2 separate regions of the Mus musculus genome follow, and region 2 is linked to region 1. A link is a contact called in public promoter capture Hi-C data. All regions are on one chromosome and are shown on one strand. The core of a region is the stretch at or near the end of the contact, and the rest is flanking DNA. Distances in the headings are between cores, read along the strand shown.

Region 1 (5,527 bases), core at 2,063-4,562:
ACAGCTACAGTGTACTTACATTAAATAAATAAATAAATAAATAAATAAATAAATAAAATATTAAAAAAAAAGAGAGAGGTTATAGATGTAGCTTAGTAGTAGGGGCTTACCTAGCATGTGTGAGGCCCTGGGTTAAATACCAGTTACTGGGGAAGGGGTGGTGTATATATATACATACATACACACACATACACACACACACACACACACACACACACACACAACATTTGGGACAAGAGCACTAACATTGTACACTGTCGTGAGCACTGAGTTAGTCAATGTGTAGGTGTCTGGCACTCCCCCTTAACACCCACTCTTAGCTGACAGTCCAGAGGCCAGCCACAAAAACCTTATTCCCAAAGCCTGCAAGCATGGCTTGGCAGAAGACAGCTGACTTGCCTAGAATCCACAAGTAAGAGACGAGGGCCATGGCTCAGCCATACAGCACTTCACCGTCCCTTGAGATGTAAATAAATAAAAACAACCTCTCCTAATTGTCACTCTTCCTACCTCTCAGTACCTTGGCCTGGCATAGATCTGCTTGCAAACCTACAGAGGAATGCCAAGATAATGTCTTGGCACTAGGAAGACCTGCAAGGTCATTCCTGACACTCTCCAGTCTCAGCTTCGAGATTCCAGGTGGCACTACAATGTGTCCAGTTTATTGCTGCAGTCGACTCCATTCCCAGGAAGGAGCCCCTCCCAGCTCGCTATTCCACCTTCCACCATGGAGAGGCCAGAGGAAGGGCAGTTAACTCTAGCATAGTAACTTTCTACACCTATGTGTTCTTCAGGAGCCCAACACTAGTAGAGAGATCTGAGCAGTCCAAGGAGTAAACGAAGGATCTGGTGGCTCTGAAAGAGACAAAGCCAAGTGACTAAACAAGCAGCCAGCAAGGCCTCATGCAGCCCCCATCTGGACTGAGACCTTTGGCGAGAGTGGGGAAATCACTCAGACATCTGTGGGAAGGGGAGACAGCAGTATAAAGCATGTGTTTGCTACGTTTAAAAGACACCGAGACCTTCGAGGTCCCAATAACGCAAGCAAGGCGTTTCCAAAGGTGTGTGGTTGTGGAGAGGAAGGAGGACAGAGCTCTAAGTATCTGGAGATCCTGTGAGCAGGCGAGGCCTAGGGAAGAGCGGGTGGGATGCAGGCGGGGTTAACAGAGGAACACAGGATTTGGCTTTTTTGCTTGCTTGCAGAGGGATCTCATGGAACCCAGGCTCAGCTTGGACCCCTAACCCTTCCGTCTCCACCTCCCACCTCTGGGATTACAGCTGCTCATCACCACGCCTGCTCTCACTGAGCTAGGGAGCAAAGCCAGAGCTTGAAGCAAGCTAAGCAAACACTCTCCCAACTGTACAAGATCCCTTGCTATCCATCCTCACCCTAACTTGTTTGAGAGTCTCACCGTGTGTGTGTGTGTGTGTGTGTGTGTGTGTGTGTGTGTACACAATCTTTTTAAATGGGAGAGAAAGGAAGTAGTGATGAAAAGCCAACTCCTAAGTACCTGAGAGGAAGGGCCTGCCAGGCTGAATAGGGATACCAAAGAATCATTTGGGGGCAACTGCATGTCAGCTGGACTTCCAAGCAAAGAAGAGCTGGCCTTTGGATAGAGCATGGAGTTCAGAGATGGATACGGGAAAGAGACATCTGGGTAAACAGAGTGAGGGAAGTGGTATAGAAAAAGTGATTGCCCAGAACATGAAATTCGGGTATGAAAGGATTAAAGAACTCGCCCAAAGCCACAATGATTTCCATAGTGGGTCCCAGAGTCAGTGCCAGGGCCCAAACTTGGGCAAACAGATACCAAAGCTCACACTCTCTTCTCTAGGTTTGTTTTGAGACAAGGTCTCCCTCTTTAGGTAAAACGAGCCCCAAGCTCATCCTGTGACCCAGACTGATCTCAAACTGCCAGTCCTTCGCCTCAGCTGCCCAGTCCTGGGATTACAAAGGTGTGCCACTGTAGGATGCGTTATGACACTTCAGGGTTCATTCAGAGGGGCTGTCCAGACGACTCAATGGGTAAAGCTTCCTGCTGTGTAAACCCAAAGAGCGGAGCTTGACCCCTAGAATCCACAGAAAGGTGGAAGGAGAGAACCAACCCAGTGTTGTTGTCCGACCTCCACAGCCACAGCCATATAGCTGGTCCTTGCTACTTTGTGGGTTCTTTCCCCCAGGCTTTATCTCCCATTTTCACCCCCTAAATACTAGATAGGAGAGAAAACAAGGATAGAGGGGAAGAGAGGAATTAGGAAAACCCCTGAATCTAATTTCTTTCCTTTTGTTTCTTCTTCGACCGTGACTACTAACAAACCACAACCAACCTTCCTAAATGACCAACAACCCTGCACACATGCACATACACATACAGGCACACATGCTTCTTGGGGGCCCTAACATTTATATGCTCTCTAAAATGTTCCCAAAATTCCAAATGTCACACAATCGAAAAAAAAATTATCTGCAGCTGGCAAAAACACACTTCTGCTAGAGCAAGCGGCAAATCATAGTAAGCTGAGAACTGTCCAAAACAGGTACACCTGGGATTAAAATGAAAACATATTCTTATAATATTTCTGTGTTTTTTAAAGGAACCAAAATTCCAAAGCTGTCACTACACACCCATCCTGTGATATGAATCCCCCTCCCATCACACACTTGTGTGAACACACAATAATTTCTATGCGTTCAAGGAAAAAAGGCGAGACACTGTCTCAAAAACAAAACATAAGACTCGTTCCCGACCTCGGCAGCAGTGGTAGAACTATTGACTAACATTTCAAAGTTTGTCATCTAGCACTGCAAAGAAAGCGAGAATTAAAAGTGATTTCACGACAAATAACTTGCTCAGAGCCTGCACACAGTAAACGCCTCTGGTCCGTAGGGTAGGAACACACCCTCAACCCTGGAACCTCAACCCTGCCTTGTCTTCACCTGCCTCCATCCTCCAAACCAACTCAAGTTCAGAACCTACGGCATCTCGAGGACACCCCCTCCGCACCTCGTGGGGTGTAATATATATAAAATAAAACTCTACCTTACAAGCTCTAGTGCAGTATTCGGTAAGGGTTCTCTAAGTTCTAGCCGCGTATCTCGCGAGCGACAACATGATGCATTAAAGACCCCGTGAAATCTCCAGCTTGCATAGGTTCTGGCGTCCACCTGCGTGAAAGAATCGGTGCTCTGGGGACTCCCCACTGCCCGCGCCTGCAGCCCGCGCCTGGAGCCCGCGCCCACACCCGCGTACTCGCTCTTCACCTCCACGGACTCGATCTTCACGAGCGGTTCAACCGCCGAAGTTTCAGCTCCGCCCACATCCGGCCTTCTCACTTCTGATTGGTCTGATCTTACAGGCAGCCATGTTTCCATAAGTCAAAAGCGACGCCCGTCACTCTGTCCCGCCCCCATGGGAGAACCCGCCTTCCGAAGTTTACAATTGGTCTATTTGGAAGAGGCGTTACTAACACGTGTGGGGAGACCTCCGAGGTTTACAGTCTGTTTCTAGTGATTATTGGGTAGATATTCTGCCAATCATAAGAAAAAGGTGGTCCCTTGGAGTAGAAGGAGGATCCCGGAAATAGCATTTTTACTCCGCCTACCACACCCACCACCCCCAGCAAGGCAGGCCTCGCCCACAGAGAAGGAAGGGGCTGACTAGAGTGTGGAACTTGCTCAGAGGAAGGTCCGAGCCTTCAAGTCAGGAGGCTTAGAGGATATTCTCAACTGTAAGGACAGCCTAAGTATACCCTGATCGGTTTGCTAGACTTGGCTTTGTCAGTGCATGCATGACAAAACCTCAAGTGGCCCAAGCTAGTCTCCTATGCATCCTTGAACTCCTGATCCTCCTGCCTCCACCTTCCCGGTACTGAGATTACTGGAGTTGTACCACCATGCCTGGCATGGCACTGGCTTCATTAAAGCTCAACACAGCAAAGTAGGAGTTATTTTTTAATAGTTTTAGATTTATTTATTTTATATGTGTGAGTTTTATGCCTGCGTGTATGCCTGTGCACGACGCGTGTGCCTGGTGCCTGCAGAGGTCGGAAGACGGCGTCAGGAGCCTCGGACTGTAGTTACAAATGGTTGTGAAGCACCTTAGGGATGCTGGAAACTGAGCTCCAGGCCCTTTAGAAGAGCAGCCAGTGCTCTTTTTCTTTCTTTTCTTTCTCCCCAACCTCCTGAAGTTGTCTTGAGACATATCTCACGCTATAGCTTTGGCTAGCCTGAATTTCACTACGTAGATCAGGTTGTCCTCGAAGTCACCGAGACCCCCATGCCTCTGCCTCTACCTCCTGAGTTCTGGGATTAAAGGCACATACACCATGGCATCAGGCTAGAGGAGTTTACTTATTTATTAGATGACACTTTGTGTGTGTGTGTGTGTGTGTGTGTGTGTGTGTTAGGGTGCATGTGCCACGACCACAGCATCTGTAACCCTATTCCTAACAAAACAAGAACAGGATACCAAGCTTTCACTAGCCAGCCTGCCTAGCCACTCAGTGAGCTCCTGGTTCAATGAGAGATCCTGTTCTCAAAAATTAAGGTGTGGAGACCTTGAGGAAGATTGCAATATTCACCTCTGATCTGTGCAAGGGCAGACAAAGGCTCAGTGGGAGAGCCCCTGCCTAGAATCCCCCAGTGATGGGCTGGGGGCGTGGCTCAGTGGTAGAACCCCTGCCTAGAATCCCCCAGTGAGGGGCTAGGGTGTGGCTCAGTGGTAGAGCCCCTGCCTAGAATCCCCCAGTGAGGGGCTGGGGGCGTGGCTCAGTGGTAGAGCCCCTGCCTAGAATCCCCCAGTGAGGGGCTGGGGTGTGGCTCAGTGGTAGAGCCCCTGCCTAGAATCCCCCAGTGAAGGGCTGGGGGCATGGCTCAGTGGTAGAGCCCCTGCCTAGAATCCCCCAGTGAGGGGCTGGAGGGTGTGGCTCAGTGGTAGAGAAAGCTGCAAAGAAGATTCTGACCCCAGACTAGATGCCTGGAAGACACAGAAACCAGCCAAGTTGCCTGGAAAGGTTTAGACCACAGTCACTTGGAAAGAACATCCTCCAACATGCTGAGCTGCCTACAGGCTGTTCAGTGTGCTCCAGGATCCCAGCTTTGATGACCTGTCACCCATACTGAAGTGGGCTTTTTCGTGATGTAGCTGTCTTTGAGTCATTTCTGCTCTTATAAGTAACCCTAATTAGATTCATTGTTCACCAAGTTAGACTTTGGTGGTATCGGTACTTAGACCTATCATGGGTTTCCTATCTAGGGTGAGTAGATATGTGTGTTACATTTCCCTAGGAAAAGTTTTCTCACAGAACATATTCACATGCACACAGTTGTGTACTAATACCACATACATACATACATATATACATATACAATATTATTCTTATATTGATGAATATCTTGAATATTGATATGTTATTCTACAGCAATAGAATACTCACATAACCCAGCAATTCTATCCCCAGGTTTGCACCCAAGAAAACTGAAAACAGATGGACAAATATTGATATATGAATGTTCACCACAGCAATA
Region 2 (5,527 bases), core at 1,565-4,064, 1.8 Mb before region 1:
TGTGGCTTCATTTTTATTAAACTCTAGAAAGTCTTTCACTTCTTTATTTCTTCCTTGACCAAGTTATCATTGAGTAGAGTGTTGTTCAGCTTCCACGTGTATGTGGGCTTTCTGTTGTTTTTCTTGTTATTGAACACCAGCCTTTGTTCGTGGTGATCTGACAGGATGTATGGGATTATTTCAATCTTCTTGTATCTGTTTAGGCCTGTTTTGTGACCAATTATACGGTCAATTTTGGAGAAATTACTGTGAGGTGCTGAGAAGAAGGTATATTCTTTTGTTTCGGATTAAATGTTTTATAAATATCTGCTAAATCCATTTGGTTCATAACTCTGTTAGTTTCACTGTGAGTCTGCTTATTTTGTGTTTCCATGATCTGTCCATGGATGAGAGCGGGGTGTTGAAGTCTCCTATTATTATTGTGTGCCGTGCAATGTGTGCTTTGAGCTTCATTAAAGTGTCTTTAATGAATGTGGCTGCCCTTGCATTTGGAGCATAGATGTTCTGAATTGAGAGTTCATCTTGGTAGATTTTTCCTTTGATGAGTATGAAGTGTCCCTCCTTATCTTTTTTGATAACTTTTGGTTGAAAGTCAATTTTATTCCATATTAGAGTGACTACTACAGCTTGCTTCTTTGGATCATTTGCTTGGAGAATTGTTTCCCAGCCTTTTACTCTGAGGTAGTGTCTGTCTTTGTCACTGAGGTGGGCTTCCTGTATGCAGCAAAATGTTGGGTCCTATTTATGCACCCAGTCTTTTAGTCTATGTCTTTTTATTGGGGGAATTGAGTCTTTTGATATTAAGAGATATTAAGGAAAAGTGATGGCTTCTTCCTGTTTTTTTTTTTTTTTTTTTTTTTTTTTGTTGTTGTAGGAGGTGGAATTATGTTTATGTGGCCATCTTCTTTTTGGTTTGTTAAAAAGAAGATCATTTTATTGCTTTTTCTAGGGTGTAGTTTACCTCCTTGTGTTGGAGTTTCCCTTTTATCTTCCTTTGTGGGGCTGGATTTGTGGAAAGATATTGTGAAAATTTGTCTTTGTCATGGAATATCTTGGTTTTTCCATCTATAGTAATTGAGAGTTTTGCTGGGTATAGTAGCCTGGGCTGACATTTGTGTTCTCTTAGTGTCTGTATGATGTCTGACCAGGATCTTCTGGCTTTCATTGTCTCTGGTAAAAAAATCTAGTGTAATTTTGATAGGCCTGCCTTTATTTGTTACTTGACTTTTTTTCTCTTACTGCTTTTAATATTCTTTCTTTGTTTTGTGCATTTGCTGTTTTGATTATTATGTGACGGGAGGAATTTGGAGCTCTGTAGTCTTCTTTTATCTTCATGGATACCTCTTTCTTTAGGTTAGGGAAGTTTCCTTGTATAATTTTGTGAAGATATTTGCTGGCCCTTTACCTATTATCCTTAGGATTGGTCTTCTCATTGGGTCCTGGGGATGTGGCTCAGTTGATGGAGCACTTTCCCAGCATGGAAGAGGCCCTAGATAGCATCATCAAGGAATGAAAACGGCACTGTAGAGAGAATATCTTGTGTCTGTATAGATGTGGCACTTATCAATAAAAATCTGGTGGCTTCTGGCTTAGGCAGGAAATAGGAGGTGCGACATCTTGGAGGCAGAAAGGATCTGGGATAGTAACAGGTACGGGAGACTTGCCTAAGAAGATGTGACAAGACCTGAGCACAGGTAATGTAGATTAGAATAAATAGACTATTACTTACTATTTTCCTGACCCTATGGGTACCCCAATTTAAACACACATATGTAAAGATTCAAAGCTAGCACCCACAAATGTGAGAGAACACATGCCATTTGTCTTTCTGGGTCTGGGTTACTTCACTCAGAATCATTATTATTTCTGAAACAAGGTCTCTCTAAGGTAGCCCTGGCTGGCCTCCAACTCACTGTATAGATGAGAATGATGTTGAAGCCCCTATCCTCCAGCCTCCACCTCCCAAGTGCTGAGATTACAGGCATGTACCACTATGCCCTGTAGAAGTTTGATGGTTCTTCCTCCCAGTCCCATGTTCCCTAAAATAAGACTCAGACTCAAAATATATTTACCAACACCTTGGCCATATAGCTAGGCTCTTCTCTGACTAGATCTTAACTTAAAATAGTCTATTTATTCTAAGTGCTCCATCAACTGAACCACATCCCCAGCTCTGATTTTTGTTCATCCTTGAAGCTGGTGCCTAGCCTAAGTGACAATGGGATTTTAATTCCACTCTTTTATTTTTCAAAGATTTTTTATTTTTGTTTTATGTGTATGAGTGTTTTTCCTGCATGTGTGTCCAAGAACCACATACGTGCCCTGCCCCAGAAGAAGCCAGAAGAGAGTGTCGGAGGAGGTCTTGGAGCTCTGGATGGTTGTGAGCTTCCCCGGAGATGCTGGCAACTGAAGCAGGGTTTTCTGTAAGAGTAACATGTATTCTTTACTGTTGGGCCATCTTGCCAACTCCTAATTCTACTTCACATAAGTAACTACTGAAGACATTGTTTATTACTAACAAGGTCCCCCTCACATCCCCTCCCCATTCCATCTTGTTCCAGGTTCTGTCTGATGCACCATTTTATAACGCTGCGGACTGTTTTTGCCATTGACTGTCCTTTCCTCACAATAAAAGACACAAGAAAACTGGGCTGCTTTTAAGGTGCTCTTGTTTTTGCTGTCATAAGTCATTCCACAGTCCAGGGCCGACCAATGCCCCAATCTCCTATTTGCATTGTGTCAGCCATAGCCCAGAGTGTCCACTAGGTGGCGAGCTCATTCCAGCACCTGAGCTCTTTTGTACAATAGGTGGTGGCGCTTACAAATGAGGACATTTTGGGAGTCTTGATACTTGCAGTATCATTATGAGAGTGGGTGGACAGGGTGACCAGTGGGAAGCCAGCCTCATCTACGTGGTCTCTGGTCAATGTCCAGGAATTATGAAGTGTTTATTGGCTCCACCCGACTTCACCGTTTTAAACACAGAGAAACCAGGAAAAAGCAGGGCAAGAGCTCGTTGACTCCCTGGCTTCAATCATCTGATGACCTAGATACCAGCAAGTGACCAGCTGGTGGGTATGTATACAGCATGGAGACGCTGGGCAAGGGCGGCTCTGGGTGGGAGAAATGTAAGTAAGATAGCATGTGGGCTTTGCTGTAGTGGCTGTTTATTTGGCTTATCTGTAAACCACAGCTTTTTTTTCTGTGTGTGTGCGTGCGTGCGTGCGCATGTGCGTGCGCGTGTGCATGTGCGTTTCAGCGTGTGGCCTCAGGCAGCTGCTACTGCTGTCTAGATAATAAAGCCCAAATCGCTTAGCACTTTTGAATCCCGTCTGGGATGTGGTAGTCTCCTCTCAGGCGAGTACTGTGGCCATCTGTCGCCTCGCACACCTGACTCAAGTTAGTCTGTTTTCATTCCCATCCTCTAACAGTTAAAACCAAGATGACTTTGCGAAAGAGATCAGCAAAGGCCTAATCGATTCATACAATTCCTCCATTTTGATTGAGGCGTGTGAATAACTTGATTTCCTCCCTAGTCTTGACTTCTCTGTGCCATCGCTCTCTGTAAAGGCCTACCAGGAGAGGTGTTTATTTTATTTTATTTTTAAAAAACTTTTTACTAGATATTTTCTTCATTTACATTTCAAATGCTATCCCAAAAGTCCCCTATATCCTCCCCCCTACCCTGCTCCGCTACTCACCCACTCCCACTTCTTGGCCCTGGAGTTCCCCTGTACTGGGGCATAAAAAGTTTGCAATACCAAGAGGCCTCTCTTCCCAATGATGGCCGGCTAGGCCATCTTCTGATACATATGCAGCTAGAGACACGAGCTCTGGGGGTACTGGTTAGTTCATATTGTTGTTCCACCTATAGGGTTGCAGACCCCTTTAGCTCCTTGGGTATTTTCTCTAGCTCCTCCATTGGGGGCCCTGTGATCCATCCAATAGCTGACTGTGAGCATCCACTTATGGATGCTAGGCCCCGGCATAGTCTCACAAGAGACAGCTATATCAGGGTCCTTTCAGCAAAATCTTGCTGGCATATGCAATAGTGCCTGGGTTTGGTGGCTGATTATGGGATGAACCCCCAGGTGGGGCAGTCTCTGGATGGTCCATCCTTTTGTCTCAGCTCCAAACTTTGTCTCTGTAACTCCTTCCATGGGTATTTTGTTCCCTATTCTAGGGAGGAGCGAGGTATCCCCACTTTGGTCTTCCTTCTTCTTGATTTTCTTGTGTTTTGCAAATTGTATCTTGGGTATTCTAAGTTTTAGGGCTAGTATCTACTTATCAGTGAGTGCATATCAAGTGACTTCTTTTGTGATTGGGTTACCTCACTCAGGATGATACCCTCCAGATACATCCATTTGCCCAAGAATTTTATAAATTCATTGTTTTTAATAGCTGAGTAGTACTCCATTATGTAAATGTACCACATTTTCTGTATCCATTCCTCTGTTGAGGGACATCTGGGTTCTTTCCAGCTTCCAGCTATTATAAATGAGGCTGCTATGAACATAGTGGAGCATGTGTACTTCTTACCAGTTGGGACATCTTCTGGGTATATGCCCAGGAGAGGTATTGCAGGATCCTCAAGTAGTACTATGTCCAATTTTCTGAGGAGCCGCCAGACTGATTTCCAGAGTGGTTGTACAAGCTTGCCAACAATGGAGGAGTGTTCTTCTTTTACCACATCCTTGCCAGCATCTGATGTCACCTGAATTTTTGATTTTAGCCATTCTGACTGGTGTGAGATGGAATCTCAGGGTTGTTTTGATTTGCATTTCCCTGATGATTATCATCTTTTCAGGTGCCTCTCAGCCCTTTGGCATTCAGGAGAGGTGTTTATTAATCACCTAACATAACTCAACTGACTACTCATGAATAAGCTACCCTCAGCAACCACCAACTGCCAGTCCAAAAAGGAAACTTTAACACTTTATTTATTAAAAGCATCTTATTTTTCTTTTCTTAAAAAAATTAATTAATTATGTATAGTGTTCTGCCTGCATGCCTGCCTGCATGCCAGAAGAGGGCACCAGATTTCATTACAGATGGGTGTGAGCCACCACGTGGTTGCTGGGAATTGACCTCAGGACCTCTGGAGGAGCAGTCAGTGCTCTTAACCCCTGAGCCATTTCTCTAAGTCCCTCTTTTTATTTATTCATTTTACATCCTGATCTCAGCACTTTGTTTCTCCTGTGGACTGAACCTCGGAACCTGTAAGTCAGCCCTGATTAAATTAAGAGTTGTTTTGGCTATGGCGCCTCTTCACAGCAATGGAAACCCTAAGACAGCTGGGCTCCCAGGAACTGAAACCTAGGACAGAGGCCTGTAATTCCTGTTATCTTTTGATCAGAGCCTCTGAGCAGTCCTTGGGTTTGTCTGACTTCCAGCAAATCATCATCAAACACATGAGCAGATGGCCTAGCTTGGACACTAACCTGAATGGCAGACCTGCTGCTCCTGGTCTCCTGGGTGGGATTTCTGTTTGAACATCAAGTCTTGAGGACATGTTGTGAGGCTCTCT

What was found. Promoter capture Hi-C pulls out the DNA fragments that hold promoters and counts their contacts.
Region 2: a promoter capture Hi-C map of embryonic stem cells shows a contact between it and region 1, with 8 times the contacts expected there. The contact joins the promoter of Psg16 here to the promoter of Ccdc61 in region 1. A contact is called at or near these places in 4 of 39 promoter capture datasets (cranial neural crest, embryonic stem cells, frontonasal cranial neural crest and 1 more), 1 of 15 datasets of contacts at CTCF or cohesin (large pre-B cells) and 1 of 115 datasets of contacts at active chromatin or transcription factors (astrocytes).

The regions. Positions count from the first base shown.
Region 1 is chr7:18,907,092-18,912,618 of GRCm38.p6, forward strand. Ccdc61 (coiled-coil domain containing 61) reads right to left here and starts at 3,313. Exons shown (of 14, transcript NM_001033314.3): 1 at 3,042-3,313.
Region 2 is chr7:17,071,226-17,076,752 of GRCm38.p6, forward strand. It overlaps Psg16 (pregnancy specific glycoprotein 16), which reads left to right and starts at 2,815. Exons shown (of 5, transcript NM_007676.4): 1 at 2,815-3,075.